3 separate regions of the Mus musculus genome follow, and all the other regions are linked to region 1. The links are chromatin contacts, called in public Hi-C maps. All regions are on one chromosome and are shown on one strand. The core of a region is the stretch at or near the end of the contact, and the rest is flanking DNA. Distances in the headings are between cores, read along the strand shown. Region 1 has its middle 8.8 kb from the start of Gm33336. Region 2 has its middle 4.2 kb from the start of Gm33377. Region 3 overlaps Gm33377 (a long non-coding RNA gene).

Region 1 (3,429 bases), core at 214-2,713:
AGCCTCTGCCTCCCAAGAATTGGAATTAAAGACATGGGCCAACCTTGAATGTCTGATCCTCCCAAGTGCTGAGATTACAGATGTGTATCATAATGCCTAGTTAATATATTCAATATTATGGTATCTATTCAAGAAGATGACTTTAAAACCCTAGCCAGGCATGATGGAGCACGCCTGACATCCTAGCTCTCTGGAGGTAGAGATAGGACGATCGGGAATTGAAGGCCAGCCTGGGCTAATTGAGACCCTGCCTTTAAAACAAACAACACACACATATAGAAAGAGACAGACTTAAAAACAAAACAAAACAAAAGTCATTGGGCATATTTCTGTTTCATCTTGTAATTAAATATTTTATCAGTTATCTTTCTTGGAAAAAATATCAGTTATTTCTGCATTTTATATGCATTGATAAATATTTTATTACAACTTTAATAATAAATGAACATTGGTTAAAAAAAGAAAATGATTCTCTTACAAATTCATTTGAACCCTGGTCTATAATCCCAGCATCCATTCAGGAGGCTAAGGCTGGGGAGTCTAGAGAATTTCAGACCAACCTGGGCTACATAATGGGTTCTAGGTCAGCTCTCAAAAAGGCCAAAACCAATCAATTAATTAATTAAAAAAAACAAACAAACAAACAACCTAATTCAAGCAGATAGAGGTGAAACAGGGCCCTGCAAAAGAAATAGATTTGGTGAATCAGATTTTCAATTTCTTTGGAGAGTCTTTCATCTGTTGGGAGAGTATGAAGTAGTTCGGAACCAGGAGCTAATCTTAAGGGCAGATCTTGGCTCAAAAGCATTTCTTCTCTCAAACAAATCTTCCCCTGAGGCAGTTAGTAGCTTGCGTTCCTCACAACCTGAATGTTGATGCATTCAGTAGCTAAGAGCTGCTGTCCTTCTGGATTCCATTGTTCTATTGTGTGCTTGTCAGAGAGCTGTCAAAGACAGGAACTATGTCGATGGTCCAGAAAGTGCCTGGTACTCAGGCTGCCCTCAGTCATGTGGCTCTGTTACCCGGTTACCTAGCACAACCACTGTACAAGGTATAGGACATGTCTGTCTTCAGCAGTCAACCAAGACACAAGTACGAAGCAAAGCCCCACACATTGGGGTGTGCCCACCAAAAAGGATTCCCATTCATTTATACAACACTTCTCTGGCCAAATAAAACAGCGTAACCCTAGGATCTGGCTATAAAGTATCACTCCCCCACCGCCCCCAACCAACAAGGCTGTGGTCCACAGTACTCTATTGCGTGCTTAGCTGATACTTCAACAGTTCTCTGAAGAAATCATTATAGAGTTCATCTTACAGGCAGCTGACACAGAAGAAGAAAACAACAACAACAACAACAACAACAACAACAAAACCTGAAGCTTTAGCATAGCGATGTGTCCAAAGCTAGCTTAGCTGGTTGGAATCTACTATGGGTGGATGGTTGCAACATCAGTCCAGGATTTCTGTTTCCCTTTACACGACAGACTGACTACCAAGCTGGATTTGAGACTTTGTTTTTTCGTTTTTCCTACCCTCCTCCTAGTTTTTCTGGGGGAGAAAAAAAAAAAAAAAAAAAAGGTTACACCTGAGCCAGGCATGGAGGAACCCACCTACTGTTGCAGCCACATGGTAGACTCAGACAAGAGGTTTGAGCTCTAATTTGGAGTCTGGGCCACAAGGCAGGATACTGGAGGATAAGGGGTTAAATCAAAGTCAGGCTCACATTCCAGTGACAGTGGGGGTCAAAGTCCTCCTCAATACTTTGGGCCAGTGTCCTTGGCAGCAGTGCCTCCTTTGCCAAAACAGGCACGTGTTTTTCCCTGAGCCTCTGGGGTGGGGAGTCAGTTATGGCACAGAGTGGTACAGGGCAGCAATGTGCACCCCAAAAGCCTCAAGGAAGCTGGCTCCCAAATCAGTACGAAGTGTCTCCAAGGGAACCTGGTTTTATTGAGAGGCACACACACACACACACACACACACACACACACACACACACACATATACACACACAGGTGGGGGGAGGGAGCTAGTGTTCTCAAGAAAGAGAGAGATAGAGAAAGGGAGAATATCTTAGCAACTGCAGTAAACAAGCCTTTAACTTGGTAGACTGGGTGTTGCCCAATAGGAATAAAATGGGAGCCTCCTGTGTAACTGGGGATTTTTCTAAATAGTCACACTGGAAAAGAAAAAGGAAACAGAAGACATTAATCTGAATTTTTTTTTTTAATTTTTTAATTTTTTTTTTTTTTTTTTTTTTTTTTTTTTTTTTTTGCTTTTTCGAGACAGGGTTTCTCTGTATAGCCCTGGCTGTCCTGGAACTCACTTTGTAGACCAGTCTGGCCTCGAACTCAGAAATCCGTTGGCCTCTGCCTCTTGAGTGCTGGGAATAAAGGCATGAGCCACCACGCTCGGCTGACATATCTTTTAAATAAATAAATTCAAGTTGGTTTTTTTTTCCAACACGTAATTGTTACCAAAAAAAAAAAATTTGAGGTTCACCCATTTGAGTTCTTAGTCCCAGTGGGGTGTGTGTGTGTGTGTGTGTGTGTGTGTGTGTTTTCAAAACAGAATTCCTCAAAACCTGACTGTTTTTGAACTTGCTTTGTAGACCAGAGAGGCACAGAGATCCACCTGCCTCTGCTTCCTGTACCACCACACCTGGCCCTAGTTCTTAGTCCTATTAATAAAATAAGTTTAAAATGGACTCAGAAGGAAGCCTGAGGACAATTTCATTAACATTTGAGAGAAAAACAATAGAACAGGCAAGTTCTTATAAATCCCAGCAGTTGCAGGGAGGGAAATAGAGAAAGAGTCTTGTCTTTTTTTTTTTTCGAGACAGAGTTTCTCTGTATAGCCCTGGCTGTCCTGGAACTCACTTTGTAGACCAGGCTAGCCTCGGACTCAGAAATCCGCCTGCCTCTGCCTCCCGAGTGCTGGGATTAAAGGCGTGCACCACCACGCCCGGCAAGAGTCTTGTCTTTTAAATAAGATAGAAGTCAGAGAAATAGTGAGAAAGCCCAGAGTGTTGACATGTGCATAGGAGTGCCTCTCTGTGGATAAGCGTCAGAAAGACACTCGGTTTCAGGGTCTCGTATTCCAGGCATAAGGCAACACCTGGACTCTCAATCAGAAACAGAAACATAGACAGAGTGCTCCCAAGAATCGGAATGAGCTAATGAGCTAGGAAAGGGCCCCAGAAGTGCTCGGTTGTGTGGTCAATGAGCCTTTGTAGGATATTATATATATACTTAACACCCAGCTCTCCCAAGTTTGTCTATGGAAACATTTTCTCACATATGCTTTGTTAAAAGGAGAGTCCAGATGAAAACCAAAGTGTGGACACTTCCCCCCTTCTTAGAATTGGGAACAAAACTCCCATGGAAGGAGTTACAGAGACAAAGTTTGGAGCTGAGACAAGAGGATG
Region 2 (3,740 bases), core at 110-2,609, 190 kb before region 1:
AAACATCTCTCTCTCTCTCTCTCTCTCTCTCTCTCTCTCTCTCTCTCTCTCTCTCTCTCTCTCTCTTTCTCTCTCTGGCATCATTTTTGAGTGTATACACAGGTCTTCTTACTTGAGTTGTAACCAGCCTACCATTTTCTGGCTATGTGTTCTTGGCCATCTATGCAAGAATTTTATCATGCGTTTAGTTCAAACTTGCATACTTTAATGACTTGATATTAAAGAGTGTAAGACAAGAAGTTGGATGGAGGTGTGGCCTAGCCCTTAGCTAAGGATCTTAGACCGAATCATATCATTTCTCTGAACCTCTTTCTGAAAAAAATTTTTTTTTAGAGAATTTGGCTCATGGATTGATCTCAAGGCACTACGCTCAGAAGGACTTTGACAGGAGAGTCCAGAGGTGAGGTCCAAATCCAACAGAAGTTGTTTGTAGTTTTCGCAGCAAATCACCTGTCACCGTGCATCAGGAAAGTGAGCAGCCTCACAAAGCAGGCGCTTCACTCCCAGGTTAGTGGCGAGCACACAGGTAATCAAATGCAGAAGGTGTTCTGTAAACCACACAGTGCTAAACAGATCACCATTATTTTAAAATTTTCATTTAGTTTAATTGTATGCTATCTGTTTATTTTCCTACCTTTTCCCACAAATATTTATGCTTCTGTGGGTAGAATCTATGGGTTGACACCAAATTATGAGAGAGTTTTTGGGGTCGTTAAGACTATCTATTGTAAATAACATCTTCCCTGATTAAAGACCTATAGATTTTCGGTTTGTTCTTGAGCTGTCCTCTGAATTCTTTGACTCTTAAGAGTGTATCAGATCCCATTACAGATGGTTGTGAGCCACCATGTGGTTGCTAGGAATTGAACTCAGGACCTCTGGTAGAGCAGTAAGTGCTCTTAACCGCTGAGCCATCTCTCCAGCCCTAATTCATGTATTTCTTTTTCTCGGTACCCTGGGTATATGTTTTCAAATGGCTCTAATATAGAAGAGTAGTTACTTTGCTCCCCAAACTGCTTGTGACTTGTAAACATTGTGTCTGCAGCCAGTTATTGCAAACATTCTGCTCATTGAACTGACGCGAAGCACCCCAAGAATATCGACTGTCTTCCTAAGGATTCTCTGATTCTCACCCAGGGAAGACCTGGGAATACACAAGAAATCAGTGTAAATGTGAGAGACCCTCCCTACATCTACTCTTGGCTTTTTGGAAGAAGAGGGAGGGTTGGGTAACCCTTTCTAGATAAGTTTTAGGAGTTACACATTCTTCATACATTCTGAGCCGACTGTGGTCTGAGGGCCCAAGGCCGTTTGCAACACAGTGTTAATGACTGACATTATTCCTGTGATTACGTCCACCTAATAAAAACTCCCACTGGCTCCATATCACTGGCTTTCAGTTGCACAGTGCTCCAGACTCCAGTGAGCCACAGAGCATCTGCTCTTTGCCAACAACATTATTCATCAAAGAAGGATAAAAAAAAAAATCATAGCAACACCCAGCTTGTCACAGGGGATAATGGCTTTGGGGAAGTCGTAACTTCAGCTCAGCCTGGGTCTTTTAAAGATGCTGACAGCCCCCAACCCCCGTCCACAACGTATTTCATAAGAGAGAAAATGGAACACATGCTGAATGGAATTTTCACAGCAATGAAATTCTCAAAGTTGGGAATCCATAGTTAAAAATATATTACCCCCTAAGAGCAAAACACAGTAAACGTTAATATAATTGCTACTTCAGCTTTTCTTTCTTTCTTTCCTTTTTTCTTTCTTTCTTTCTTAATTTTATGTTTTTATTTATTAATTTTTTTAATTAGGTATTTTCCTCATTTACATTTCCAATGCTATCCCAAAAGTCCCCCATACCCTCCCCCCACCCCCCTACCCACCCACTCCCACTTTTTGGCCCTGGCATTCCCCTGTACTGGGGCATATAAAGTTTGCCTGTCCAATGGGCCTCTCTTTCCAGTGATGGCCGAGTAGGCCATCTTTTGATACATATGCAGCTAGAGTCAAGAGCTCCGGGGTACTGGTTAGTTCATAATGTTGTTCCACCTATGCAGGGGCCTAGCAAACACAGAAGTGGATGCTCACAGTCAGCTATTGGATGGATCACAGGGCCCCCAATAGAGGAGCTAGAGAAAATACCCAAGGAGCTAAAGAGATCTTTCTTTCTTTCTTTCTTTCTTTCTTTCTTTCTTTCTTTCTTTCTTTCTTTCTTTCTTTCTCTCTCTCTCTCTCTCTCTCTCTCTCTCTTTCTTTCTTCCTTTCTTTCATTTTTGAGAGAGATGTAAAGACTGCATTTAAATTCTTCATTTAGGAAGAGGAGGAGGAGGAAGAGGAGGAGGAAAAAGAGAAGAGGAGGAGGAGGAAGAGGAGGAGGAGAAAGAGAAGAGGAGGAGGAGGAGGAGGCGGAGAAAGAGAAGAGGAGGAGGAAGAGGAGGAGGAGAAAGAGAAGAGGAGGAGGAGGAGGCAGAGGGCATGGGGAGATGGTTCAGCAGCATGGACTGTTCTTCCTGAGGACCTGGGTTCAATTCCTAGCATCCGTGTCAGATGGTTCACAATAGCCTGTAATTCTAGCTCCAGGGCGATCCAAGCACCTCTGGCTTCTACTGGCACCTGTCCTCGAAATCTTCCACACAATTACACAAACACACAATTTTAAAAATAATAAAAATAAACCTAAACAAGAAAAAAATAAATAAACCCTTCCTTCATATTTTTTCAGGGACTCAGTGAAAGGGACAAAAGTGAACTAGGGCGACTTCTTTCCACCCCTGCCCCACTGATGCCCCAATGCCTTACAGAAGAGATGTTCCACCTCGGTTTCCTTCAGAATGCAAAGAGGCCTCCAGCTGTGAAATGGATTGTGCTCTTCAACTCTGCAACTGGAACAGAAGCCAGTCGTTTTGAGAAAACTGGTCAAGAACTTTGCCTCTCTGCTTGGCAGCTTCTTGTTCCTCCTCAGCTTACGGATTCCATTTAACAAAAGACTCATCACACCCCAATTGGAGTGTGAGTGTCAGTGTGCATGCCACCCATTGGAGGTGACCTGAGCCTGTGAGGGAAAATTCCAGAAATTCATTTATTTACAATTCTTTATAGCTTTAAGCAGATATCAGAACCATGGCAAATAGTCTTTGGGCATGGATATGCGTATCTATTTATTTAAATTTGTTTTAATTGTTTTAAAGATCTTACTTTGTTTTGGGTTGTTGCTGTTGTTGTGTTGTGTTGGTTTGGTTGGCTTTTGGTTTTTAGAGACAGGGTTTCTCTATGTATCCCTGGCTGTTCTGGAACTCAATCTGTAAACCAAGCTGGCCTTGAACTCAAAGATCCACCTGCCTCTGCCTCCCAAGAGCTTAAAGGTGTGTGCCACCACCTCACAGGGCCCTGAACTCACTGTGTGGCTTGGGCTAGCTTTAATTGCAAGATCGTCTTGCCTCTACCTTCCAAGTTTTGGGACTATAAGTGTGTTTCATCTCCACACCTGGATGGCTATATGTCACCAATGAACAAGCAAATTCAGTCTGCAGCTGGCCATTTCTGAATGCAGAGTTGTGACTGCGGGGCACTTGCTTTTTGCACTTCAACTTAAATGCACATTTCTGATTCAACAAAAATACTAGAAAAAGACCTCAAGCTGGTGGTAAAGAGGATCCACATTGCTAGTTAATATGTACTAAGATATGAGATGCCTATGTACTAAAGGTATCATCGATCACAAAACAGACCATGAT
Region 3 (3,473 bases), core at 849-3,348, 210 kb before region 1:
ACAAAGTAGAAGACCCACATGTGCCTTCCTACAGCTTAAGAAATGCTGACCCAAAAGGTCCCCCTTCAGGTTCTCCTACACATATCCTTTCAAGGATCAAATCCAATGTGGATCTGTATGTCAATCCAGGAGAATGAGATGGTGGGGATTGCATCCTAAGGGACCTCTGTCTCACCTTCCTTTGACATGTGGAATGTAACCACCCCAGCAAAATAAAACTGGTTTCCACTGGATGGTCCAGCTATGCTAGGAAATAGCCGTTGAGTAGACAGCCAAAGCATGTTATCATTTTAATAAATAATCCTGAAGAATTAATTATCTTAATCTGGAAGAGACTGCAACCCAGAGATGTTAAATAAATTGCTGCTGTGCCACACAGCTGGAAACTGGAAAAGTCTATATTAATAACCATCAAATAGATAGTTCTGAAATGCCAACTTGTGTAAGAAGCATTATAGCATTTCATTAAAAGGTAGATTATCATACTCCATACCCAGATACTCTGATTCAATAGCACCCCCCCTTCCTCTCTTCCTCATTTCTTCTCTTCAGATGGGTCTTGTGTAGTCTCAGTCTCCTGACTCTTCTTCCTCCACCTCCCAAGTAGTGAAATTACAGGTGCACAACACCTTTTATTTCTTTATTTCTAATAATCTTACTTAATTTAGACACAAGTAGCCTATAAACTATATTTTAGTCAAAGATCAGACTGGATATCATTTGAATAGAAGTCTGACTTAAAACAAAATGGAGCTAATTTTCAGGGAGTCCCAGAATCGCTGTCTATAAAAACGAGGTATCACTCTAAACATCCCTAAGGAAACATCCCATCATAGTCCCTCTGTAGTTTGTAGACATTAACCCCATCTACTGCCCACAGGGTGCTCCCTAATAGAAGAAGTATAAAGATAGCATATGTAAATGAAGAGAGTGAGGTCAAGAGAAACTTTACAGATTTTCTGAGCAACCATAGGAGAGTATTAGAAGATTTATGGTTGAAGGTAGTTAACTGTTTGGAGTACGGGAGGAATCTATCATGTCTCCAAATATTGATAGGCGTCATGGGTCCTGGATGCTCAGAATTAGCACTGATGTCCAGAAGCTAATCAGAGGCTCATTTTACTGTATTACAACTGAGAACAGACTGATGAACACTGTGCAGCCATATGAGGCTCTCAGCTTCACAAAGCACTCTGAATCTACCCAAGCAGAGCCGGGCGGACCCCATGCTTGTCCTCAATGCAGGGTACTCTATAAGAAATGAAGCACTGTGCAGATGTCTCTTAAGATCTGGTGCGATCCTCCTTCAATCACATGCTCTGCAAACTGACCTGAGTTCATTTTTCACTCCTGCCGTTTCTACTGAACTCTCCAGATGCTACATTTCATGCATTTTTGGTCTCCATTCTCCCAGATCAGTGGGATATGTCTGTCTCTTCATGTCCTCATAGCATCTAACTCTAAACCATGCTATATACACTTGGTGTATATACTTGGAAAATTAAAAAGAATGATCTAGAGCAGTGAGTAAGCACATTCAGATGACGACATTGACCAAGACAAAATGTGACTTTTTGGACATTTGTCCTGTTTTTATCACCTTTAAAAAAAAAACACCTTTTGAAATCACATTTGTCACAGAATACACTCACGGACCTTTGCACTTAAACTTTGTGGCAAAACTATTTCTCAATACACATGTCCTTTCCCCACTGTTCATCTTACTCACAGCCCCTAGCAAATCATGTAGACTTGAGCATACATCGTCCCCCATGCCAGAACCTGAACAATCCCCCGTGATACTTCTCTATTTCTATCTTAGGTAGAGGAGGAGCCCCAGCTAAATGTCAGGGGCAGAGTGGTGGTTGGAAGGAGAGGCAGGGACGTTGCTGAGAAATTTGCCTCCTGTAGCCTACCAAATTCTTCTGTTGACTAAGACTGGCAAATCATTAACACATGGTATAAAGCTTTTCTTTCTCTCCCCCTCTTGTTTTTAATTTCTTTCTTAAAATGTTTGTACATTTATCCGCTTACCCTGTGGGCGTGCCACACACATACAAATGCCCAGTGACACCCATGTGGAGGTCAGAGGACAACTTGCAACACGATCTCTCCTTCTACCACGTAGGGCATGAGGCTTAAACCCAGATGTTTTGGCTTGTCCACAATGTGGAAAAGTCACTGAGCCAATGTGCCTGCCCACCTGTTACTTTTGTTTTAAAGCTCTGCCATCTCCTGTTGCTGAGGCCTTTCAGAGAGAGCTACATCTGTCCCCTCGTCCTTTTCAGCCTTGATTCTTTTCACCATTTTACTTCTCCATGGGCTTAAACACCACTGGCTCTGCCCCCAACTCCCATCCTCAGAGCACCATGCTTCAGTCATTCCTATACTGTGGAATGACATCTCTCTGTCTCACCACATGGCCAAAGACATAAACCTTAACTTCTCTTCATTTCAAAAGTAAAACCCAGAAAGCCAACTGCAGTTCTTTTTCCAAACATGAGCAGAAGTATTATTAAGCAAAGACTGCTCCTCACACATTTCCCTGTTGGGTATCCAACAGGCTGGAAATGACACAACTAATATTCTGTAGGAATAGGGACAGTTATCCAAAGAAACAGTTATCCTTGGGCAAATAACAAAACAAAAATCTTTTTTTTTTTTTTTGCTCACTATGTTAGAACTTTAACATGAATTCCATATTACTAAAAATAAATAACTCTGGTTTAAAGTTTATTTATTCAAATAGAACAAGTTCTCAAAACATGTGTAATATTTGATCTTGCAATTTCACTTCCAAGAATGTATCTCTAATAATCAGAAAAAAAGGTACCACTATACCTACTTGATACTTCGTTGTAGCTTTATGTTTTTATAATGCAAATTATCAAACAGACGCACATGTAAGAAGAATACTCTCAGCTGCCAGGGGCCCAAATCTCGCGTGTTGTCAACATTTTCCCTAGTTCCTTCTCCATTTAGTTTCTGTTATTTTATTCACCTTTCTTTATATATATATATATGTATTTTATTAGGTATTTTCCTCATTTACATTTCCAATGCTATCCCAAAAGGCCCCCATAACCCCCCCACTTCCCTACTCACCCACTCCCACTTTTTGGCCCTGGCATTCCCCTGTACTGGGGCATATAAAGTTTGTAAGCCCAATGGGCCTCTCTTTCCAGTGATGGCCAACTAGGCCATCTTTTGATACATATGCAGCTAGAGTCAAGAGCTCCGGGGTACTGGTTAGTTCATAATGTTGTTCCACCTGTAGGGTTGCAGATCCCTTTAGCTCCTTGGGTACTTTCTCTAGCTCCTCCACTGGGGGCCCTGTGATCCATCCAATAGCTGACTGTGAGCATCCACTTCTGTGTTTGCTAGACCCCGGCATAGTCTCACAAGAGAGAGCTATATCTGGGTCCTTTCAGCAAAATCTTGCTAGTGTGTGCAATGGTGTCAGCTTTTGGAAG

What was found. Hi-C and Micro-C count contacts between places; a contact is called where the count stands out from the background.
Region 2: a Hi-C map of Sertoli cells shows a contact between it and region 1, with 1.5 times the contacts expected there. The contact joins two enhancer-like sites. A contact is called at or near these places in 1 of 484 Hi-C or Micro-C datasets (Sertoli cells) and 2 of 115 datasets of contacts at active chromatin or transcription factors (embryonic basal ganglia and embryonic midbrain).
Region 3: a contact with region 1 is called in a Hi-C map of liver, with 2.2 times the contacts expected there. The contact joins two enhancer-like sites. A contact is called at or near these places in 2 of 484 Hi-C or Micro-C datasets (bone marrow-derived macrophages and liver), 6 of 115 datasets of contacts at active chromatin or transcription factors (Th17 cells, extraembryonic endoderm stem cells, liver and 3 more) and 2 of 9 other capture datasets (adipose tissue and liver).

Annotation. Positions count from the first base shown.
Region 1 is chr10:95,621,730-95,625,158 of GRCm38.p6, reverse strand. No RefSeq gene overlaps it. Among named protein-coding and RNA genes, the nearest start is that of Gm33336, 8.8 kb to the left of the region's middle. Within about 2 kb of position 1,463, at least 79 of the 459 cell types and tissues checked have an H3K27ac peak or open chromatin away from gene starts, as enhancers often do. A contact at or near this core is called in Sertoli cells and liver, where this site is marked.
Region 2 is chr10:95,811,215-95,814,954 of GRCm38.p6, reverse strand. No RefSeq gene overlaps it. Among named protein-coding and RNA genes, the nearest start is that of Gm33377, 4.2 kb to the left of the region's middle. Within about 2 kb of position 1,359, at least 8 of the 459 cell types and tissues checked have an H3K27ac peak or open chromatin away from gene starts, as enhancers often do. A contact at or near this core is called in Sertoli cells, where this site is marked.
Region 3 is chr10:95,835,301-95,838,773 of GRCm38.p6, reverse strand. All of the region lies in intron 1 of Gm33377 (a long non-coding RNA gene), which reads right to left. The region is part of intron 1 of Gm33543 (predicted gene, 33543); the gene reads left to right. Among named protein-coding and RNA genes, the nearest start is that of Gm33543, 5.9 kb to the left of the region's middle. Within about 2 kb of position 2,098, at least 3 of the 459 cell types and tissues checked have an H3K27ac peak or open chromatin away from gene starts, as enhancers often do. A contact at or near this core is called in liver, where this site is marked.